Linked DNA regions of Rattus norvegicus: region 2 is linked to region 1. Evidence: chromatin contacts called from public Hi-C data. All regions are on one chromosome and are shown on one strand. Each heading gives the region's core, a stretch centred on a gene start, on an enhancer-like site or on the middle of the called end of the contact. The rest is flanking DNA. Distances are from core to core; before and after follow the strand shown.

What was found. Hi-C and Micro-C count contacts between places; a contact is called where the count stands out from the background.
Region 2: a Hi-C map of liver shows a contact between it and region 1, with 2.2 times the contacts expected there. The contact joins the promoter of Syngap1 here to the promoter of Tapbp in region 1. A contact is called at or near these places in 5 of 12 Hi-C or Micro-C datasets (the A7r5 cell line, frontal cortex, kidney and 1 more) and 1 of 1 datasets of contacts at active chromatin or transcription factors (oligodendrocytes).

The regions. Positions count from the first base shown.
Region 1 is chr20:4,964,883-4,970,613 of GRCr8, reverse strand. It overlaps Tapbp (TAP binding protein), which reads left to right and starts at 2,737. Exons shown (of 8, transcript NM_033098.2): 1 at 2,737-2,796; 2 at 2,935-3,108; 3 at 3,307-3,567. The coding sequence starts at 2,760. Zbtb22 (zinc finger and BTB domain containing 22) reads left to right here. Exons shown (of 2, transcript NM_001009172.3): 2 at 1-2,398. The coding sequence ends at 1,891.
Region 2 is chr20:5,026,291-5,032,114 of GRCr8, reverse strand. Syngap1 (synaptic Ras GTPase activating protein 1) reads right to left here and starts at 3,889. Exons shown (of 19, transcript NM_181092.5): 1 at 3,755-3,889; 2 at 418-539. The coding sequence starts at 3,821. Cuta (cutA divalent cation tolerance homolog) reads left to right here and starts at 5,805. Exons shown (of 6, transcript NM_212494.2): 1 at 5,805-5,824.

The DNA.
Region 1 (5,731 bases), core at 1,488-3,987:
ACCCAGTGGGGCCACACTCCCACTGCCTCTGTCACTGGCTCCACCACCACTGCCTCTGCCGGCAGCTGCAGTGGTACACGTGTCCTTCCCTGAGGTGACCAGTGCCCTCCTGGAGTCCCTCAACCAGCAGCGGCTCCAGGGTCAGCTCTGCGATGTGTCTATCCGCGTGCAGGGACGGGAGTTCCGTGCTCACAGGGCCGTCTTGGCTGCCTCCTCTCCTTACTTCCACGACCAGGTCCTACTCAAAGGCATGACTTCCATCTCACTGCCCAGCGTCATGGACCCAGGCGCTTTTGAGACTGTCCTGGCCTCAGCGTACACGGGCCGCCTCAGCATGGCTGCTGCGGACATTGTCAACTTCCTCACAGTGGGGTCGGTCCTCCAGATGTGGCACATTGTGGATAAGTGCACTGAACTCCTTCGGGAGGGTCGATCTTCAGCCGCTACTACCACTGTCACTGCTGTTGCAGCCCCCTCTGTCTCTGTCCCTTGTGCCAGTGTCCCATCAGGGAGCGGGGGCACCGTTGCCCCTGCCACTGTAGGCTCTGTACGTTCCCATACCTCCAGCCGGGCCAGTGAGAATCAGTCTCCCAGCAGTAGCAACTACTTCAGCCCCCGGGAGTCGACTGATTTCTCCTCTTCCTCCCAAGATGCATTTGTGGCCTCAGCAGTGGGTAGTGGGAACCGTCGAGATGGTGGCCCCGTGTTCCCAGTCCCTGTGGTTGGCAGTGCGGGTACCACCTCTGGGAAGTTGCTGCTAGAGGCCGATGAGCTATGTGATGACGGTGGGGATGGGAGAGGGGCGGCGGCCCCTGGGGCTGGGCTCCGGAGGCCCAACTGCCTGCCTGCCAGTGCAGTGCCACAGAAACACTGGGTGTATGTGAAGCGAGCTAGAAATTGCCCTGCACCAGCATCGCTGGTCCACCAAGACCCCGATCTAGAGGATGAGGAAGAGGAGGAAGATCTGGTGTTGACTTGTGAGGATGACGAGGATGAAGACCTGGGGAATGGCTCTGGGGTTCCTGCAGGGGGAGAGCCCGAGGCTACCCTCAGTATCAGTGACGTTCGGACCTTGACGGAGCCTGCAGAAAAGGGGGAGGAACAGGTGAACTTCTGTGAATCCTCCAATGACTTTGGCCCCTATGAGGGTGGTGGCGCTGGGGCAGGACTTGATGACCCTGGAGGCCCCACCCCTTCCTCCTATGGCCTCACCCACCCTCCACGACCCCTTCTTCCATTGGATGTGCCAGGCAACCAGATCTTGGTTTTCCCATCCTCCTCCTCGCAGGCTCCAGGCCAGCCACCAGGGAACACAGCAGAACACGGGGCAGTGACCCTAGGGGGTGCCTCTGCGGTGGGTCTGGGCATACCAAGTGGCTCTGGGGGGACCCCCGGAGGGGCAGGCAACAGCGACGGGAATAAGATCTTTCTTTGCCACTGTGGGAAGGCTTTCTCACATAAGAGTATGCGGGACCGGCACGTGAATATGCATCTCAACCTGCGACCCTTTGACTGCCCCGTGTGCAACAAGAAGTTCAAGATGAAACACCACCTGACCGAGCACATGAAGACGCACACAGGCCTCAAGCCCTACGAATGCAGTGTCTGCGCCAAGAAGTTCATGTGGCGGGACAGTTTCATGCGTCACCGGGGTCACTGTGAGCGCCGGCACCGGATGGGCGCGGGCGGGGCCGCATCGGTACCTGGACCTGGACCGGGGGCACCCACAGGGCCAGCACTGCAACCCAAGAGGGAGTCCTCCGCAGTGGGTGGGGGCAGTGGCGATGAGGCGAATTCGGCCACACCCCCGTCTAATAGGCGTGTCTGGTCACCACCCAGCGTGCACAAAGTCGAGATGGATTTCAGTGGGGGTGGAGGAGCAGCACACTGAAGGACAGGCTATCGGGGAGCTTAGTCTAAGGGCAACGTGGCTCCCGGGGTTTTCCCCACCAAACCGTCTTCCCTTATCTCTGTGGACTTGTATATATTCTAGAGAAGGGCATAGGCTGCACCATCGATAGCCCGTTCCATTCCTTAGCCCCTTCCTCGATATCTCCGGAACTAAGCAGTTTTTCTTCTCCCTTGAGCACACCAGAGCCCCACCTTCACGGAGTAGTGCCAAGACGGTGGGGGGATGGAAAAGGGACATTTTGAGCATCCTGGAGTCGCAGGGCCAACAGTCAGGTTGTGCTAATTTGTGCCTGAAGTCTGTGTTTGTGTTGTGGGACGAGGCCTTTGAGACTCCTCTTGAAGGATGCGCCCCTTATTCCTGTACTATCCCACCCTTGCCATGAGGATCCCAAATTGGGTTGTCATGAAAGTGGGCGGAGACAAGGGGTGAGCCGCGTAGTATAGGTCTTAATTTTTAACGGTGATTAAAATATTTATTGGTCACTTCACTTGGTTTCCCAACACCCCTCTGTTTGCTGGGAGCTGACACAGGTCGGGGGACGCAGGAGTATGGTTCTAAGGGAGGTGGCGCTAAGAGGGCGCAGCCCGAGGGCGGAGCCTAAGCTGCTAAAGGCTCAAAGTTGGCGCGCTGTCGGGTGATCCACGCGTGTGGGTGCAGGGCGAGGAGGGGCCGGAGAGCCCGAGACAGGGTTTCGGGATCTCTGTTTGGCCCTTGCGGGCTGCGTTCCTCCAGCGCGCAGTCACGCCCTCACCTGACCAGCGCAGGGAATTTCCAGTTCCTCACCCCCCGCCTTTGAGGGAAAATGAAAGTGAAAGGAAACAGACTTGGTAGGGGAGATCGCAGCACCATGAAGCTTCTTCCCCTGCTCGTCGTTGTGGCACTGGGTGAGCGGACCCCATTCCTTCTCGTTTAGGAAAGGACACATTGGGAAGGAGAGGGAGGTGATCCCATCGCGGGTCTGAAGGGCGGGCCGGTCCCGGACACCTTGTGGCAGCCTGGTCACCGGAGCCCCTCTTCCCCAGGCCTGGCGACCGTGGTGGTCTCGGCTGGACCACAGACGATTGAGTGCTGGTTCGTGGAGGATGCAGGTGGGGGTGGCCTGTCCAAGAAACCTGCCACATTGCTACTGCGCCATGGACCCAGGGGACCGCCGCCCCGGCCAGATCTTGACCCTAAGCTATACTTCAAGGTGGATGGTGAGTCTTCGGGACTCAGCTGCGTCTGTCGCCTCCTCTTAGCTCACGTAGGGTCCCCGGGCCTCAGTTTTCCCCTTTGTAAATAAGTTTGGATACTCTCTAAGTCGCTCACTACTTTGCTAGTTTGTGCCTTCCGGCCTGTGTACAGTCAGCACGTTTCCAGCCGGGCCTACCGCTACATCCTTCTCGGTTCCGCAGACCCGGCGGGAATGCTCCTGGCTGCCTTCAGGCGGTACCCCGCAGGCGCCCACGCCCCACACTGCGAGATGAGCAGCTACATCCCGTTCCCCGCCTCGGCGAAGTGGGCTAGGGGTCTGAGTCCGCAGCAGAACTGCTCGCGGGCCCTGGACGGGGATTGGCTGATGGTCAGCGTATCCGGCACGGTCTTCAGCCTCTCCAGCCTGCTGCGACCACTGCCGGAGCCTCAGCGGGAGCCTGTCTTCATCACCATGGCAACAGGTAGCCCTGAAGAGAAGCGGGAGATGGATGGGTAGCTTTTAAGGGTCTAGATTGGCCAGTTCGGCGACTCGCCAAGAGTTGGAGGATCAGTATATTTTTTCTGTTAAGGGTTAGACAATCTTCACCTTTCATTGTAGGGGGAGAGTAAAATTGAAACCTGCTGTGGTTTGGGGGCGGGGCTTTGCAGAGGGACTGGGGAGGCGGTCAGGGTGTCGGTTTCCAGAAACCAGAGTTTGAGAAACTCATAAGGTTAGGAGTCCCGACACCCGAGTTCTTTTCTGCACTCGTCCCAGGTTTCAAAAATCACACTTTGAGTCTCTTCAAAGCTCACTCTAGCCTAAGGACAGCCTGTCCAGCAAGGAACCTCTTCCTGAGTCTCTCGGCCATGGTCTTGAGTGCCTCAACGGTGGCCTCTAGTGGGCAGAAGGGACACGGCCGAAGCGGTGGATTCTCCTGCAAAGGCCACTGTCTCACTCACTAAATAGAGTGCGGTGCAGCAGAGTTCCCAGAGGTCCACCACTTTGCTGTGCTGGACAGGGGAAGAGGGCACTCCATGGGCAGATGTGCAGAAATGGGGTAGATCTGTCTTGAACGCCTCTGAGCGTCTGCTCTTCTCCTCGGGCACCACCTAACAGGAAGACAGAACCATCTGCCTTTTCCATTTCTGGTGTTTTTATGCAAATACTCTCACCGAACTCCCTGAGTCCTTTGTCTTCATCATTTGAAACTCCTAAGGGGGGCAGTCTGAAACCCTCAGCTCTGCCAGCACCTCCTCTCTCAGCTCCACCCTATTCAGGCCCGTTGTGGGGACAGTAGTTCTCTCAAGAGAACCGGCCCTCACATCGTTGGTCTTAATGGGGGATGGCGGTGGCGACCACAGCCTTTGTCCTATGGGTCTGTTTCTTCCCAACTGTAGAAAGTAGGTTCTTCCCAGTTACTTTTCTTTGTAGCAGTGAAGCAAGGCGCTGTGCTGCTCACTGATCCAATAAATGTTATTAGCACCAAGAGACAGTTAGGACCCCGAGGTTCCCAGATCAAGCTCCAGATAATTAGCAAAGAACATACTGAAAGCTTGGGTGTGTGAATCGCAGCGTGCAGGGTGGCCCTGTGTGCTCAGTGACGGGTGATCGGTGAGAGGCTCAGCGTGTTTCTCACATCTGTTGTAGACAGTCCAGTCCCATGTGACTTCTGCAGGGCAGGAGTGTGTGGCTCAGTGACTGTCAGTTATTTCCAAGTTGGTTTTACTTGTGTGTGTGTCTAGGTATGGGTCTGTGCATGTGAGTGCAGCTGCCTAGGGAATCTAGGAGCAGCCGTTGGACCCTCCAGAGCTGGGCTACAGGTGGCTGTGAGCCATGTGGCCTGGGTGCTGGGAACCCAACTTGGATCCCCGGAAGTGCAGGATTGGTTTAAAGTCACCCTCTAGGCCCTTGTCTGGGCTCCTAGAGTGCTCTGGGCCAGGACTGACCGATCATTTCTCATGGACTCTGGGGTGAAATCAAGTCACTGTATCCCCTCTTCCTCATCACATCAGGTCATACCTGCTTGACTAGAAACCCATGAAAACGGGGTTGGGTAGATGGGTCATCAGTTAAGAGGACTGGCTGACCTTTCGCAGGGCAGGTCACGGCTGTAACTCTGTGTGCTATAGAGCAGTTGGCACGCTCACACAGACATACATACAGGCGGACACCAGTGCACGTACAAATCTTATATAAAAAGAACCGTGACATGGCTTTATTCGTTGCTATCAGGCCCCTCCCCTCATCCCCAGGGGACTGAACCAGCATCAGGGAAGCTCTCTGTCACCTTCCAGAAGCTGCTGCAGCAGGCCTAGGCCGCCTCTCCTGAATGATTGTTTTCACAGAACACTAGGGTAGGAAATCACCCTGGTTTGGGTTCAGGGCCAGGCCTTGCTCGTGCTGGACACACAACTGGCCGTGGAGCTGCCCAGCCAGGGTCGAGTCTCTCTTTCTCAGTATTGAGTGCACACAGCACTTCGTTCCAACCACTCTTCTAGAAATGTTACAGGCAGGCTGTACTAGGAATCTACATGCATATACAAATGACAGTAAAAAAGAGGTCAGGAATTGAAGAGGGGAAAGAGGGAGGAAAGGGAGAGATGTTGTCCTCTGAGGTGACTGAGTAAAGGCCCTCACCAACAGGG
Region 2 (5,824 bases), core at 2,640-5,139, 60 kb before region 1:
TCAGGGTCACCCAGTCTTGGCCTGCACTGTGCCCTGTGAGGAAGAGCTAGGGGAGGAAGGGAGGAGAAAGCTGAGGGTCGCTTCACTTTGGAGGAAGGCCCCCTTTCCTCACTTGCTTCAATCTCTTCATGTTCCCTCCCCCCACAATATGGATGGGGTGAAACAGGAGGCGCCCTCAAATCTTCAGAACCATGGCTCTTCTGCAGCACAGCCAATGGCCTCAAAGGCAAAGAAGGGCTGTCTCTCTTCTAACACCCTGGTTCTACATGGCAATCCCAATGGCCACCCTCCTCCCACCTCCTGCCTCTCTTCCTGGCTGTTCTTGGGGTTCTCTCCCTTTCACTGAAGAGGCCTCTCCCCAGCATCCTCTCCTCCGTGCTCTCCCCCTCTGCCCAACCTCCTCCTCAGCCCGCTCACCTCATCCTCATCCAGCATGAGCAGCTGGTTCCCAGAGATGATGCAGAACCGGGGGTTCCAACCGGGACGGTCATACGGGGAATGAACGTATTGGGTTCGGTGCATAGGGGGTCCCCGTACATCTGGGGGACAGAGACACACAAGCAGTGAGGGAGGGTCTATACTTTGGGTGTAGAAACCTAGAGCGGGGAGGAGAGTCTGCAAAGAGGGAGGAGGGATTGCCCAGAGAGGTCTTCGGTGTGAAATGCCTGGTGGTTTTAAAGGGTCGGAAGATGGTCTTTCACACTGAGTGGCATCATCATAGGAGGCTCCAGGGAGGGGATGGGCTTGGTTTCAAAGATGAGAATTAGTCTTATGACACAGAGGGACTTTACTGGTGGCAGGAGAATGGGAAAACTCTGCCCCAATGTTGGAGGGGTGTTGGAGAGGTTTATGAAACTGGCAAAAGACAGAGAGGTCAGAGGAGAGGAACTGACAAGCTGTTCACAATGGATGTGGCCTCACACGTTTAGGAGAATCTGAGGTGCCCAGCTGTAGAGAGGAAGACGGTATTCTGAAGAATATCTGAGACATGAGATCCTGAGAAATAAACATTTAGAAGAGAGGAAGGGGGGCTTACATGTTCAGAGAGGCACGAGGCCTCCCCTCTCTTCTTCCCTTCCTAATTACCCACTTCTATCCTGATGTTATCAGGGGGATCAGGGTGGGAGAAGGTTGTGAGTATACTGCTTGGATGACCAGAGATGGGATTGGCCTTTCTGTTCACAACATGCTCAGGAGTCAAGAGTCAATCCTCCTCTCCCCACCTAAGCTTCATAGGTAGAAATGAAGCCAACTCTACAGGTTGACAGCCGCACCTGGCTGTCATTGGGCACAGTGAGGAACTTAAGAAAGAGTGGAGGAGAGCGGAACAGCCAGGCCTGATGACAGAGGAACTTCCCAAGGATCTGAAGATAGATTTGGGGGTGGGGGGAGCGGGGAAGGACCAACAGTTGTCCGAGGATCTCCCTGAGACATCTTGGCTGTCTTGCTAGCATTGTTGCCATAGACCATTTTTGGGGACATAGTGAAGGAAAGGACTTAAGGGAGTCAGAAAAGTTAGATTGGTGACATTGGAGTGATAAGTCTAGGCTTAAGAGATCAGTTGGAGAATGTTCACAGGAAGAAAATCCCAGTGCTGTCACCTTTGTGGGGTAATTAACTTGGGCACCTTTCAGGAGAACTGGCCTTTGAGCTTCGTTCCAGTCCCTTGAGTAACTTTAGGGAACTCCATCCCCTTACCGATGATGGTCATATTTACCCAAATCGCAGGTCAGACAGAAAGATGAACACCTGGGGAATTGTGCCTAAACCTCACAGTGCTTTCAGAATTTCACTGTCTTGATGCTTTCTTGGAGACTCTCCTCGTATTCTCTAAATATCAAAGATCACTGGTGGGGCTGAGGATTATAGCTCAGTGGTAGGGAAAAAAAAACCCAACAAAACAAACAATAACAACAACAACCCCCAAAACCGACAACAGCAACAACAAAAATCCCACTAGGATTCAAAGCCCCAGCACAACAGCAGCAACACCCTCCACCCATAACTTAGAGCGCAGCCATTGGAGGCCTAGTTCATCTCAACACATGGTGGACCCAGAGGGAAAATCTGTGGATGCATGTAAGCAAGACACAACAGCTGCTCCAGGCTACAGCTGGGGCAAGCAGGTTAGACCTCAAGGGACACTATTCTACTGGGAACAGGAAAGGGACACAGGGGACCTTAGCTTAGGTTCAACTCTACACATGCGCACACACACACGCATACACACACACACACACACACACACACACACACATATGCATACATGCATACACATGCGCACACACATGCACGCGTACACAGGCACACATGCACACATACACACACATACATGCAAGCACACACACACACACAGGCACACACACAGTCTATAGTTAAGTACACTAGTGACCCTGGGAGATGATGGAACATGGCAGAGAAAGGGGAAATGGGAAATTTTTACTGGAATGACAAATTCCACAAGAGTCCAAGACGGGGATTCCCTAGAGCCCTGTTCCAACCATCAAAACCCATGTTTTGGTACCCCCCCAAATCTCCATCACCCAAGGAAGCAGAGGGGACAAGAAGAGAGGAATCACCAGGTTGGGGCATAAGAGGAAATAACCATGTGACAAGATGGGAAGTGGGATAGGAAACAGAGGGTGAGCTGAGGGACAAGTAACAGGGTGGATCTAAGAGAAAAGGAAGTAATGATGGTGGTGTATGCCTAAGGCAAGTGAATGGACCAGAAGGTTTCAGCCAACATGGGTGAGCAGGGCCCGACGGGGGCTGAGACACACACAGAGCCCGGGAGCAGCAGTGATGTACTAAGGTAGTTATTAGAAAAGGGGAGGGAGAGAGAAGAGATATGAGGTAGGGACCAATACAGGGGAAGGACAGAAGGGGGACTCATATAAGAAACGGACACCATATGGGGGGAAAGATATAACTGATGGACAGCAGAGGCAGGGAGGGGGACTGGAAAGAAGAGGTGGGGTGGGGGAAGGGGTCAAAGCGATTAAGTGAAGGAAGCAAATGAGACCCTGAGACTGCATCTCACTTCTAAGAGCCAGTCGCCCTCAGAATTGTTACCTGGCCCTTGCAACCATCCCTCAATCTTAAATGCATCTCCCCCCAACCCAACCAAAAAAAAAAACAAAACAAAAAAAAAACACTTGATCCTCCCCCTTCTCTGGCGTCCCCTCCCCCAACCCTCTCTCTCTCTCCTCTCTTCCCTCCATCTGGACCCCCCACCCCCCCACTGCCACCCTCTTTCTCCATCTGGCCCCCTTCCCTCCCTCCCTCCTCTACTCTTTTCCTAAGTCCTATCACCCCGAGCCCCTCACCAAATTCCCTTCCCATCTCCTTGGTCTCTCACGCCGCCCGTGTTTTCATTTTCCCCTCTACCCATCTCCTAAGCCCGTGCCTCTATTTCCTTGGTAATTTCTTCCTCACTCAGCTCCCAAATCCAAACCATTTCTGCAGCCTTTCCCCAAACTCAGTCCTCCCTTCTCATCCCTTTCTGACGCGCTTTCCCTCCATCACTTCCCCTCAGCCCCTTTCAGGGCCCATATCTCAGCCCCTCTATCCCTTACCTACCCCTATGCCTCTAATCCCTCCTTTCCCACTGTTCCCACCTCTGCCTTTCCAGCCCTCCCCTCTCCCTCCATTTCAGCCGCTCCTTCCCCTCGGTGGCCCTGGCCCTCCCCCGCCCCCTGCCCCTCCCCCTCTTGCCCCCCCATATGGCCCTCCCCTACCCTTACCACCACCGTACCTCTGAAGGGGGCATAGGACATCGCGGGGATGCTCCCCCGATGGATGGAGGCTCGAGACCTGCTCATCAGGCCTGAGGGGGAGGGGGCGGGGGGGACGGGGAAGAAAAAGAAGAGAGAAAGAGGGGGAGAGAAAGGGGGAGAAGGAGGAGGTGGAGGAGGAGGAGGAGGAGGAGAGAGGAGGAGAGAGGAGCGGAGAGGAGCAGAGAGGAGGAGAGAGGAGGAGGAGGAGGAGAATAAGAGCCAACGGCAGCAGCGGCAGCAGAGAGAGAGGGGGGGCGGGGGAAGCGAGCTAGAGAGGAGAGAGCAGGAGGAGGAGGGAGAGACTGCAGCCCCCACCCCTACTCAGGGAGACCTGGAAAGAGAGAGCGCGAGGGACCCCTGACTCATACACACCAGAGACCTGAAGAAGCTAACCCAAGACCCTGAGACAGACCCCAGACCCAGATCCAGAGAAAGATATTTCACCCCTCACTCCATACTCAACAAATTGGGTCTCACAGATCCAAATCTAGAAGGAAGAGACCTCTGAGCTCAGAACACTCCCCACTCTGAACCCAAATTAAAGAAAGGATTCATGGATCAGAATATGGGTTCCCCAAACCCATATTAATCTTATTCGAACCCTGGACTGGTAGTTTGGGGGATCTAAAACAGAGACCTAGACCCAAAGGAAAACATGAAGCCAATATTAGAAAAGAGTCCCAGGCCAGAATTAGATTTCAGAACCTAGCTTGAGATAAGAAACCCCACATTCATGTCTCAAAGAAACTGCAAACTTGGGGACGAGGGAGGAGACATTCGGCTGACCCAAAGATGAAGATGACCACACAGAGATCTAAATAAAATACATTCCATCTGAAAGGTCTGAGTTGGTGACGGCAGGACTCCATTCCCTGAAGCAACTCGACAGGTAACTCAGACCCTAGGAAGGGCCCAAATATTGGACCCCCGCCCCCATCACCTACACACACAAGGGTCTCAGAGACCGGCCCCCTCCCAACTCAAGAAGGAAATGCAGGAGCCTAACATCAGCCACCCACGCCAAGGACCCCAGACCTTGGAGGGAGGGCTAATATTTGGGCGGCAGAGCCCTTTTTCCTGCTGTCTCCTCCCTCTTTTCTGGCCTCTCACTGGTCCCCTCTCCATTTTTTGGGTCACTGGATGTGTTTAGGCTCCAGGGAGGTTATGTAGGGCAGGTCCTGGCTCCTTGGGGGAATGGATGAAGGTAAGGATACCCAAGACAGGACTGTAAGGGCCAGTCCTGGGGAGAAGAATCAGCAAGGGAGAAAGAACAGGGCCATCCCTCTGAACTCTTAACCTGCAACTCTCCTATGTCAGACACTTGGTCCTAAGCTTTGGGTTCTCGGCATCTCGCATCACCCACTAGCCCATTTACAGGTGTCACCCAGGGCTTTGCAAAGGTGTCTTTCCTCACCCAGCCCTGGCAGTGCCATGCCTGAGCCTGCCTGATCACTGCCCCCTACCCAGGGACAGCTGGCTTCTCAGTTCGGTGCTAACGCAAGGGCGGGCGGGGTGGGTGTGGGGGGGGCACTGTCCCCACCCAAGGCTGCTCCGACGCTCTCACTGCTCCCCGCCTGTCAGCGCGGGGAGGGAGGGGGACTGTTACTAGGCACACTCCGGGGCCTCAGGACGACTCCCCGGCCCCAGCTTGACGCAGCGAGAGCGCGGGTCGCCAGGTCCCGCATCACGTGGCCGGCGAGGCCGACCGGAGATTGGCCTCCGCTCGCTGCTCCTGAGGCGGCGCCTCCTGAAAGGACAGGCCTCATCACGTGACGGCGGGCCGCCGCAGCAGCGTTCCCCTGCCAGCAGCGGGCTCTGGCTTCACGGAAGTGGGCGGACTACTCCTGCGCACGTCCTCGGACCAAGCTGCCGATTGGCCAGGGGGCCGGACGCCACGCCCCCTTAGGGAGGCAGGGCTAGCGGGCCATTCGAGGGCCGGGATTGGCCAGGTCTGGAGATTCTGGGAAGGCAGGGCTGCTCCTGTCACGTGGTGTGCACTGTTTTCTCGTCACGTGGCTTCTGCAGGTAAGGGGAGACCGCTCCGCTCG